2 separate regions of the Mus musculus genome follow, and region 2 is linked to region 1. A link is a contact called in public Hi-C data. All regions are on one chromosome and are shown on one strand. Each heading gives the region's core, a stretch centred on a gene start, on an enhancer-like site or on the middle of the called end of the contact. The rest is flanking DNA. Distances are from core to core; before and after follow the strand shown. Region 1 has its middle 64 kb from the start of Cgnl1. Region 2 overlaps Tcf12 (transcription factor 12).

What was found. Hi-C and Micro-C count contacts between places; a contact is called where the count stands out from the background.
Region 2: a Hi-C map of bone marrow-derived macrophages shows a contact between it and region 1, with 22 read pairs. The contact joins two enhancer-like sites. A contact is called at or near these places in 5 of 39 promoter capture datasets (embryonic stem cells, liver, pre-B cells and 2 more), 1 of 15 datasets of contacts at CTCF or cohesin (large pre-B cells), 5 of 484 Hi-C or Micro-C datasets (bone marrow-derived macrophages, embryonic stem cells and olfactory sensory neurons) and 1 of 9 other capture datasets (embryonic stem cells).

Annotation. Positions count from the first base shown.
Region 1 is chr9:71,832,487-71,838,526 of GRCm38.p6, forward strand. No RefSeq gene overlaps it. Among named protein-coding and RNA genes, the nearest start is that of Cgnl1, 64 kb to the left of the region's middle. Within about 2 kb of position 2,430, at least 26 of the 459 cell types and tissues checked have an H3K27ac peak or open chromatin away from gene starts, as enhancers often do. A contact at or near this core is called in bone marrow-derived macrophages, where this site is marked.
Region 2 is chr9:72,049,653-72,055,692 of GRCm38.p6, forward strand. The region is part of intron 3 of Tcf12 (transcription factor 12); the gene reads right to left. Among named protein-coding and RNA genes, the nearest start is that of Tcf12, 59 kb to the right of the region's middle. Within about 2 kb of position 3,724, at least 3 of the 459 cell types and tissues checked have an H3K27ac peak or open chromatin away from gene starts, as enhancers often do. A contact at or near this core is called in bone marrow-derived macrophages, where this site is marked.

The DNA.
Region 1 (6,040 bases), core at 1,180-3,679:
GCAAAGACCAGCGGGACAAATATTGCCTACTAAATACACACTCGGGAAAGTCTCTAACAGTGCCGGCTTTTGATAAGTGCGGGGCGGCTCAGCTTTGAGAAAAGCGTAGCAACGTCAGCTGGAGGGGGAACAGAGAAGTTCCGACAGAGGCTCCCCTCCTAAGGCCTGAATCTACCTCTTTACAATTTACATGGGTGAGACCTGAAGCCCAGAGAAGTTAAGGCTCGTGCTCAGGATCTTATAGCAAGTAGCAAAACACAAACACCCCAAACCCGAGTCTGGAATTCAAACTGGACTCCTCACCAGTCCAGAGGTCTCTGCGGCTTTGCATGCCTTTCTGTGAGAACCTTTGATGGGCTCCGGCCTTGGGTCTGCAGAGCTTCCTTCTCTCCCTGAGGGCCATAGGGAGGAACCTGAACCTACAGGCACCGGGCTGGCCCACACTGAGCCCCTCTCAGCGACCTGAGGTTGTCCCTGGACACAGAAACACAAGTATTAATAACTGTGCATCACGTGGGACAGAGTTTAATAAATGGCTCATGCCAAGAGTTCAGACCTCTCAAGGGGTTTTCTGGTGGCCTGGATTCTGACGTTAGCCTTCACTGGGTGGCTTCTATCTCATCCATCACCCCCATTTCATAGATGAGAAACTTACAGATTTTCCAGTTACTGGTGTGAGTGCTCTCACCTGGAACAACTGCTGTTTAGTTCCCTTGCCCAGTGTGGACTGAGTAAAGGTACTCTGTCGCCGAGGGAGGGCAGGATAGCCAGATCCGACCCTTCACTTGTGGAGCAGGTTGTACCAGGCTGTAGTGGCAGGTCACCTCTCTTTCATTCATACTCACAGCCCATGAGACACCAGCCCAGGAGCCCAGGCTGACCTGGAATTCACTTGTAACTGAGGATGATCTTGAATTTCTGATGGCTCTACCCCTTCCTCTTTTTTTAAAAAAATCTTTTTAAATAAAGATTTATTATTTATTTTATGTATCTGAGTACACCATTGCTCTCTTCAGACACACCAGAAGAAGGGCATCAGCTCCCATTACAGATGGTTGTGAGTCACCATGTGGTTGCTGGGAATTGAACTCAGGACCTCTGGGAGAACAGTCAGTGCTCTTAACGACTGAGCCATCTCTCCAGCCCCCTACCCCTCCCTCTTGAGTGATGAAATTATGGGTGCATACCATCACCCCTGGTTTTATGTGGCACTGGGGATGGAAGCCAGGGTTTCTGTTTTGCTAGACAAGCACTCTACCAACTGAACTCTTGACATTCATTCATTTTAATAGTAGTTTTTGGTTGCTGTATTGAGCATAGGCAACGAGGAAGAGGGTGGTTAAAGCCAGCTTAGCAAAGCAATGTGATCAAATGTTGGGCTGGATGTTTCTGGGGCATATTATGGGATGGTGATGGCTGTAGAGTAATAGTAGATTGCTTTCCCATAAGGTAGGTAGGCTTTAGCTGAACAGTTTATTGCCTGGATAGAACAAAACCTGACCCTCCTCCTGCCAGCAAGATGGAAGTCTATAAGTCTACATGATGGGCCTTAGGGTTGAATGCATCGAGCTATGCCTGTCCTTCAGGTCGCCAACATTGCTCATGAAGACTTTGCACTTGTCAACCCCCAAGTCTGCAATAGTCAGTTCTTTGAAGTAAGTCTGTGCATTACAGACTTTTGCTTTTGTCTGGTGGCTGTGTGAGAGAGGGCAAAAAGGAATGGGAAGAGGGGGTTTCCCTGTTCAGGCTGCAGGTGACAGTGAGATGGTCAGATGTATCACTATTTATTTTCATAGTTAATACTGATGTAATATTTTTATTTCATCTACCGTGTGCTCGATTTCCCTATGCAAAGCTAGTCCAGGCTAGCCCCATCTGAAGTTCCTTCTGCCTCAGCCTCCTTGGTGCTGCTTCCATGCTTGGTTTCTTTTTCTAGGATCGTTTACCAGGAAATAAATACTAAGGCTCATGTTACCTATAACCACTTCAAAGTATAGGTATGAGAAGTAAGAACCACTGCATTTAAGTGAATCTCTAATGTCAACCTGTGTTCAAACAGACTAGCCTGGGCTTCAGGCTCTGGCCCTGGCTGCATCGGAGGATGCTAGGCCAGTCAGAGCTCTGGGGCAGGTCCCTGAATCATCTGTCTTAGTTCTTGAGCCTACAAGAACCCATCCACATGATTCTCTTGATTCCTTGTCTGCAACTACCTTCCATCCAGAACTACCTGACCCATGTGTTGAGGGACTGCCATCTCCAATAACAATGTTTTCTTTGGATTACATTGTGTGTGTATGCATGTGTGTGTGCATGTTTCATTGTCATACATGTGGTGATTAGAGGACAACTTGTGGAAGTTGGTTCTCTCCTCCCACTATGGCGATCTGGGCGTAGAACTTACACCATTAGGCTTGGTGGTAAGGGCTTTGGTTTCATTTCCTTTTTACAAGCAAAGCAGGTTGCACTCAGATCCACTCACTGACTTGCTTGGTCACCAGTGGATAATCAGAACTCCCTCGTTTTTGCTAAGTCGGCTTCCTCTTCCTTGTGGGGTCCACCTGAAGAAGGGGACAGCCCACACTCTGCATCTCTGCTGCAAAAAGTGAGGGATGAATCCCAAGTGGGTCTCTGGCTTGGTGGCGAATGCTATTTTTTAGAAGTGGCTTTAGAGAGTGATAGCTTTATGGCAGAAGTTTTAGGAAGCGTGTTAAGTGATTTGGAGCAAGTTTTATTGGGGGGCTTCAAAGCAGTCTGTGCCCTGCAGAGAGCAGAGGGTCCCTTCCCCCACAGGAGGCCTAGGCCTGGCTCGTCCCCATTGTATCAGCCTTCCTTTGATGTTGGAAGAGCCAATCCATCTCTTTCATGGAACTACAAAGGCGCCTTCTAATTGCTTTGTTTAGACAGCCTCTTTTCCAAATATTAAACATTTGGCCTTCCCAGGCCCCCAAGCTCCTAACATCATCTAGGTCCTTGTAGAAAGCACTCTCCCACATGCTGTGGTCTGGCAGCCTTTCTGCCTCCCTGGGCAGATCTGGACATGTCATCCCATGGTCTTCCCACAAGACTGTAGCTCTCTGGATGATGCATCCCTTCCTCTGAAGAAGGTTGGAGGTTTAGGGGGGTGCTGACCTTGTCCTCAACCTCAACCTTGGAGAGCCCAGGGAGAACTCTGGGTGCCTGCCATCTCTTTGTCCTGAGTGACAGTAGTACAGCTCTGGCTGGGTCACCTGCTAGCCTTAGGATCACAACAGGCTCTCTTCCTTCTGTTGTCACATTAATCCTGGGACAGATCCCCACTGAGTGGGAGAAATCAACTCTTGGGTCCCATCTATGGCGAGTGATATCCCCCACTGAGGCCTCTCTTCTTGACCTGTGGCCCTTTCCAGACTGATATCTCTATGCAAGTTGTATAATCCTCAGTGTCCCATGTCCTGCTGTCCCCATGGTATATGCTGGTTTCAGAGACTCTGCAGTCTGCGCTGCTCCCCACTGTTTAGAGCTGTCTCCTCACAGGCGTATTTGTCTGGCTGAGTAGAGACCAGTGTCTCATCCCCTGAAGTACGAAGTCAGGAAAGAATGCAGAGTCCTTTCCTGTTTAAGTACTTCCACCATTCACTGTGAAGAAAATCTCACACATTTTCTGAAGTCATGATAATGACTCCCACCCAGCTTAACAAGGGACAATACCCAGTCCAGTTTCATTTGCATCTCTCCTACATTTCCATCATCCCTAACACCACCCCATACATGAGTTCCACACTTCCTACCACGAGGTCTTCAGACTCTTCAGTCCATACCTGTACAAGACCAGACTTGTAGCTAAACAAGCTCTCCCCCATGACATCTTACAATTTCTGAACGCTTCAAGCGTCCACCAGGTCAGGGTCCACACTGCCCCAGTGGTTGTTTGGATCAAGTGTCCACAGAGAGGCTGTGCGTGCTTTGGTGGAGATGTGAGTGGAGATGTGAGTCACTGGGCAGAGCATACTGGTCATTTCTGACAGCTCTAACTTCCTACCTATGTCAAGGCCTTCCAGTGACCTTAACACTGGTTCCACACCCACAACCCACTGCTTTCTAACTGTTTTCTAGACAGAATGTCACCCAGGACTCAGGTCTGCCCCTGGTCTGGCAGTGAGCCCAGGCCAGGGTCCTAAGTGTTCTGTAGCCAAGTCCTCTGTCTCCCCCCAGGTTACACTGCCAGCAGCCTGTATACTTCATCTATGTTCACTGTGTGATTTGATTGCAGAAATCCTGGGTCAGCACACACCTAACACACACTCTCTTATCTATGTGCTAGTGAATTCATCACTTGGAATTCATCTTCTGATATGTTACTTCCTTGGTTTGCTTTCTTTAGAGGGGAGGAATTGGAAGTTCCTACTATGCCCCATGAACCTACTATGTGTCACGTACCTCCTCAGTAGTCAGCACAGCTATCTTGAAGAAGCTCATAGTCTGGTCAGCTGATGGGTTGCTAAATCACATCTCCTTTCTACCCCAGTTGCCTCCCACCCCGGAAATCACCATTGGTAAAAGAGTTGGGCATAGCTCAAAAATGTTACAAAGTTTCTACTTCCTGGCTGCAGGAAACGTCTCCATTTTGGGGGTTCTCGGCAAGTTTCAGGACACTGAATTCTCTAGAGACATGTGTATAGAGAGTAGGAATGTCAAAACATGGGCCTTGATTTGGCCTCTGTGCATGAGGGGCCAGGAGTGAAGCAAAACAAGAGAAGCACACAAGTCCACATGAACTGCACAGGTTTGGACCCAGCAGGAAGCATTAAGGTGCTAGGACATGTTTACCTGGTCCTGCCTCCCACTTCCGGCTCCTCCCTCTTCACCCTGGACAGAAGGTCAGCAGTCCTTGGAGGAAGAATAGTCGCTTTGTGTTTTTTTCCTTTCTTCCTGTGCCTAATTAAGAATTATGCTTGGGAATCAAGCTAATTAATCTCTGTAGTTAGGGGGATCAAGCTACTCCTGCTATCAGTTTTGATCAATAACCTTCTGCTCAGAGTCGTAAAGCCTTTCACGCTTTAATGAGGACAGGGCAGGATGGCCCTGGGGCTTGGACGGAGGCCAGAGGGCAGGGCACCTGGCCCGACAAGAGAGGAATTGGGAGAACTGGGCTGGGAGGTAGAGAACCTCTGGGGAACCTGCTTTTCAAGGCTACTTTATTATGAGGTGGGCCCCACAAGGCAGAGATATCTAATGTCCAAGGCCTTGGGGATCTGTTTGGGGGGATGGGGATACAACTTCATTACTGGACTGCTACAGGTACCATCTATGAGGGTGATCAACAAAACTATTAGGAAGGTGAGGGATAAAAACATCCTAACAGTTGGTAAGAACAAGAGAAGAGGCCCTGCCAGGGCTGCACATTAGCCCCACAAAGACCATGGCTTCAGAAGGCCAGGGAGATGGAGGAACCTTAGAGTAGAAGGCTCTTAGGAATAGGGAGGAAGAACCTCTGAAAGCAGGAGACTGGTTTGGTTAAAGCTTCCAGAATATTCTTGCTGTCACTTGGGGGATCTTTAGGCTTAATCTCCAGACTTGAAGGTGGCTTTTGCCTGCAGAGGGGAAAATACACCATCTGTTTCCTACGGAAATTTAGAGGAAGTCAGAAATCTAAGAGCACCGGTAATCGAAAGGTGCAACCTGCAGGAAGCCAGGATGGCTTAAGAATTTCAGCAGCCTGAGCCGGCACGCCTTTAATCTCAGCACTCAGGAGGCAGAGGCAGGCAGATTTCTGAGTTTGAGGCCGGCCTGGTCTACAAAGTGAGTTCCAGGACAGCCAGGGCTATACAGAGAAACCCTGTCTCAGAAAAAAAAAAAAAATAATAATGTGTTTAAATGTTTTAATTGACAAGTAAAATTTGTACACAATTACTGAAAGTGCTTTGAAATATGAATGCATTATAAAATGGCTCAATTGAGCTAATTAGCATATTATTTCATATGCTTATTTTTTTTAGCGAGAATACCTAAAAATCTATATACTATACCAGAGATATGTATCCTTATTGCTGCATTATACATA
Region 2 (6,040 bases), core at 2,474-4,973, 220 kb after region 1:
GTTTGTTGATCTTGTTGTTATTATTTAATTTTGTGACCATTCTAAAATTCAATTCTGGAGTCATAACAGTAGAGAATTTGGAAGGTCTACCACACCTTTTGTATGCTGAGTGGCTTTTGTAATTAAAGGAGTGTCATTATCATGATGCAAAGAGTCCTACAAACTGACACAAGTAGTTGCAAAGGTCATAATGGTCATAATGGTATGAATGGAATTGATTAGCTGAACTAGGACAAAACTATAACCTTAGCAAAGTCCAATGTAATAAATCAGCCAGAAATGGCCAGAAACAATGACCTGTGCAAAGTGATCTTCATCAACCCAAGGCAAAAGTGCTGATTTCCACGGAAGCCCTAGTGAGAAACACCACAATGTCCTCTGCATTAGCAACACTGTCAATATCAGCATCTTACACCTGTTCTTTTAAATGGATAATGATGGTAGGAATCAAATTATTACAGCTGTTTCACAGGGAACATTTAAAACAGCAACTTAATTTTAAGCGTCAGTTCCAAACATGCAAACTATATGCGTGAATATTATTGATACACATAATTTATAAGTTTAGATGTCAACTTAAAATGTACAAACTCCTTCAGATAAAGTTTGAAGAGCTTCTCTGCAACCCTTCAGGAGTTAAAATGTCTCTCAACTGCTGTTCTGCTTTAAACTAAGACTTTAAGATATCATAGCTCTCTATTATTAGGTGTCAGCCCTTCTGGGAGATTCATCATCCCAGCAGAGGTATCAAGACATTCAGGAAAGCTAACACAGTGGGCCCTAAGACTCCTAGATGAAAAGGGTGCTGTGTCACAGTATCTTCTATAGGATGTTTTATGTCAGCCTTGCTTTCTTGGCTTATTTTTTCTTCTAGTTTTCATTGGGCATCTAGGATTACAGTATATCCCCCCCACCACCTTTTAAAAAAAAAAAAAAAAAGAAAGAAAGCTCAACCTTGTTTAGCTTCTAAGAGCAGAGGAAATCAAGTATGTTCAGGGTAGGATGGCCACAGACAAACAAGTTATACCCCCTTTTTTGTTGTTTTCCAAAGAACTAAATTGTCATATTTATGTAAAACTGTTTTGGGGTTTGTATTTCTTGTCCTTCGGATTTCTGGAGTTTCTTTGATAATGCTGGCTGTATTTGTTATTCCTTTTTTAATCATACTTCTACAACTCAATTTTCTTCACCTAAAAAAAAGGAAAATTCTTTCACTGATTTAGACTACAGTGTTTCTGCTTTGAACATATTGTCTTTCTTTTATTTTTGGATTTATTCTGTCTTCTGTTTGCTTAGTTTCTTGAAATGAAAATAAGATTACTAGTTTGAGGCCTTTTTATAATTCTATTATCAGCACTAACTATAACCAATTTCCTTTCGATCTTGAATATACTGTGTAATTTCAGATGTGCTATATTAGTTGACAACATCTTTTAATTACCCATTAGCCTTAGTCTGTGACCAAATAGCTTATTTAGAAGTCTGCTGTTGAAACTACAAATACTTAGAAATTTTCCTATTGTCTTTCATTCCTTTTTGTTGTTGTTATTGTTGTCTTTCATTCCTAATTACTAGATTATTTCTATTATGATCTATTTAAGATTTATACTGAGAACAAATCTATGGTTTACCAAAAATATTCTATGCATACTTAGAATTTACATCCTGTTCATGTTGGGTGTCTAAGTTAGGGCTTTACTGCTGTAAACAGATACCATGCCCAAGGCAACTCTTATAAAGGACATTTAACTGGGGCTGGCTTACAGGTTCTGAAGTTCAGTTCATTATCTTCACGGTAGGAAGCATGATAGTGTCCAGGCAGGTGTGCTCTGAAAGAGCTAAGAGTTCTACATTTTGTCTCAAAATCAAACAGAAGAAAACTGGCATCTGGCAGCTAGGAGGAGGGTATCAAAGCCCACTCCCACAGTGTCACACTTCCTTCAACAAGGCCGTACCCCTCCAACATGGCCACACCTCCTGATAGTGCCACTTCCCTGGGCCAAGCATATTCAAACAAGCACACAGAGTAAAATATTCTACAGATGTTAAATAAGTCCAGCTGGTTAACAGTACTGTCCATGAGTTCTATAAACCTGATGGTCTGTGTCTCCTGGTTCTACCTGTCCCTAAGAAAAGTGTTCATATCAACAACCCCATTTCATTGTTTATTTCAACTTTAGGTGCTCTCAAATCTTGATTTGTACATTTTTAAATTCTGTTGTCTGTCAATATTTCCCTGCACTATGAGTATTTCAAGTCTACTTTGCTATTAATTGTCAATGTTTCATCTTTTCACTTTTAGCATCCCTATGTTACAATATTTGAAGTATGCCTCTAATAAATAGCATAGTAGGGACACCTGTGATGTATCCTTAAAAACTTTTTGTTGTTGTTGTTTTGTTTTGTTTTGTTTTCCTAGACAAAGTTTCACTGTGTAGCCCTGGCTGTCTTGGAACTCACTCCGTAGACCAGGCTGGCCTGGAACTCGGAAATCTGCCTGCCTCTGCCTCCCAAGTATTGGGATTAAAGGTTTGAGCCACCACTGCCCAGCTCTTAAAAACTCTTAATAGTGCACTTATGCCATTTAAAACTTACTGATATGTAAAAATTTATCCTTGGCATTTTATTCTTTTTTTTTTTTTTTTGCTTGCTTGTTTTCCCTACCTTGCCTTCTTCCAGGTTGAGCATTTCATCTTTATTTATATATTGTTGCCCTAACACCTTTTAGGTTTTTTTAATAGTGGCTCTATGATTAACTTTTCACAAATGGTCTTTAAATGTTACATAGAATAATGCATCCATTCACATTTTTGTTTACTACTGCTAAATATATTTTAAAGAGCTCATGAAAAAAAATGATCTATGACTGTGTTCCTCTTCACTCACTCCTAACATCCAAATCTCCTTTGAATATCATTTTCCCTTCTGGCTTAAGAACACACTTAGTTCTCTTTTAGAGCAGGTCTGCTGACCAATGAATACTGTTCTTCACTTGGATCATTACATCACCTTCTAAAAATCATCACACTTGTTCATATCTAAAAATCACTTCTCTGATTGTACATAGTGCTTGTCTTTGAGTATTCTAAACACTTCTTTAGCTTCTTTCTTCTCATTTCCATGGGTTCTGATGTGAAAGTCAAGGTAATTAGGGAAAGAGGGTATCAATTTTCTCTGGCTGTTTCCAACTTCCTGATTTTCCTTCTGTGTTACTTCCAGATATATGAAGATATGGCCTGGATTTCTTCAGAGTTGTTCTACTTTGGATTCTCTAAATTTGTATCTTTATGTTTTTCTCTAAATTTGTGAGGTTGTAAGCTCCCTAATTCTACAAGTACTTTCTCACTATGCAATTGTTTTCAAAATATCCAATATTTTATAGTCCCATAATTCCTCAAAACTGTTCAATTTTAACATGTATTCTCTACTGTTCAGATAGAAATTTTTCTACTGACTTACTTCAAGTTCTTCACATTCTGCTAGTGAGTTATTCTCTTAGTGCTTTTCATTTCTAATATCTCCATACCTTCCCTCATCTATTTCTCTACTCAGACCTTTCCATTCAATTCTAGAACATCCAAAACTGTCTGTCAGAACCGTGTACAACACCCGCTATAACGTCCATGTTTACTGTTTGCATCATGATGAAATCCAGTGAGGTGACAGCACTGCTTACATGTGCCCTCAGTAGTGCCTAATTTCTGAACTAGTCTCTTCTCACTTCTCCAAACAGAATGCTGGTGCTTTCATTCCCTAACTGGTCACATATGACACAGTATCTGCCTTGATCAAGTAGAAGAGGGGAAATGTGAGGGGGGAGAATGACTGTCACCTGCAGAGAAAAACTTCTTCCCATCCCTCACAGTCCTGGCTTCAGGCTACCATTGTAGCTTCTGATGACAATGCCATGAGAGAAAGGGGCACCAGGTCAGGGCTCTCAACTTAGAAGTTATCTCTACAGCTTTTTGATCACACCTAGCAGACTTCTTTCAATGTTTTCTGTCTAGGTTTCAGATGGTGCTTAAGTCCATGTGCAAGGATACTGTAAGAAAAAAAAAATGTTCACATACCAGTCAGATGGTACTTTGAATTCTAGTCTTCTCAATCTACCTGGTATTTATTTATTCTGTAGAGTCCTCAAATAGCTGTTTCATTCATTTTGTCCTGGGTTTAAAGATGTATTCAGTAGATGACAAAATAAGTACATGTGTCTAATAACTACTTAGAAGGAGTTAACGTCTAACTTTTCAGTTACTCAATTCTCATTGTCACATAGACTCAAGTATTCTTAAATGTAACCTAACATTAAGAAACAGTCTCCAGTTTCACAAAGAGCCAAGGTTCAAATGTAACTAACAGAAAGACAGGTATCAATCATACTATGAACAAAAATCAGATCATGTTTTGCTTAAGAAGGTTAAGGTTGTGTGATTACAGGTTGTTACTCCAAAGTCCTCAACATTCTATAAGATACTACAGAATGTCTCTCTTTTCATACTTCAGCCTTTGTAGAAATTATAGTGACACCAGGATAGCACATCATTGGGTATTTATTTTGATGGTTCTTTTACAGACAACTAAGAGTTATCATTCAGTAAAATGCCAAATAATTATAACTAGTAGACTCAGTTAAGAACACTAGTTACTCTTGCAAAGAAATAGGCTCTGGTTCCCAGCAGCCACATGGTATCTGTCTAACAAGCATTTTACTTCCAGTTCCAAGAAATCCAATGACCACTTCTGAACTATCCAGGCACCAGGCATGCACATACCACATATATACATACATGCAGCTAAAATATTCATACATATAAAATAAATGGATCTAAAACTTCTTGAAAACAAAATCATTAATGATTTATTTCAAAAAATAAAAGTTGTAAACTTTAATGTTGTTAACAACAAACACAAAGTCAGAAGCAGAAGACCTAAGGATCTAGCACTGTTAGAGGGTGATAGGCCCTGGGTCCCATTCCAATATAAAACTTAATGATGATGAGGAAGAAGAGGAAACAGGAAAGAAGATGGAAACAACGATAGTTAAAAGAATGACTTGGAAACAGGTTTAAAAACTAACATCATTTCAGAATAACAAAAATGGTTTAGCAGGTAAAGGCACTTGCTACTAAGTCTGACAACTTCAGTCCAATTGCTGGAATCCACATGGTAGAAGGGGAGAAGTCACTCGCTCCCCTCAGCTGTTCTCTAATCAGCACACACATACACCTTAGCAGACTCCAGCACACATGCACATGAATGAATGAATGAATGAATGAATGATGAAAACTTTGTTGTTGATGTTTTTTAATGACTTATTATTTAATGACTTATTTCATATGCATTGGTGTTTTGTCTGCATGTTTATCTGTGAGGGTGTTAGATCCCTAGGAACTGGAGTTACAGACAGTTGTGAGCTGCCATGTGGGTGCTGGAAATTGAACTCAGGACCTCTGGAAGAGCAGCCAGTGCTCTTAATCATTGAGCCATCCTCCTGGCCCCTGAAATGAAATACCTTAGTTAAGATGATTTCAAGAGAATCTAAATCCTACAATGTTTGTCACTATAACAAACTTTAAAATTCACTAACATCATAATTACTTTTCCTACACTGATTGTTAAGACAGCTAATTACTACCCAAGGAATTAAAAAGTAACTGTTTCTCTCTAAATAAAAAAGATACTATAGCATACTTATGTGTTTATATGAGATTTAACTTGGTAGCTCTAACAAAAGTATCTCAAAACTAGTAAAATTAGTAGCCACTTTTTATTTCTTTATAAACTGGTAAATGTTTTGGCAATAAAAACATTAACCTTAAGTATGTTTAAGATGTTTAGGTCATCATCATTTAAGCAGGAGGCACATCTGTCTCTATGTCCACTGTAAAACATGACTATGGCTCAGCAGCTAAGAGCACATGCTACTCTTGCAGAGGGGTCCAGTTTAGTTTCCAGCACTTACATAACACCTCACAACCATTAACTTGAATTCCTAGGGATCCAATGCCATCTTCTGACCTTAAAGGGCCCCAGCATGCAC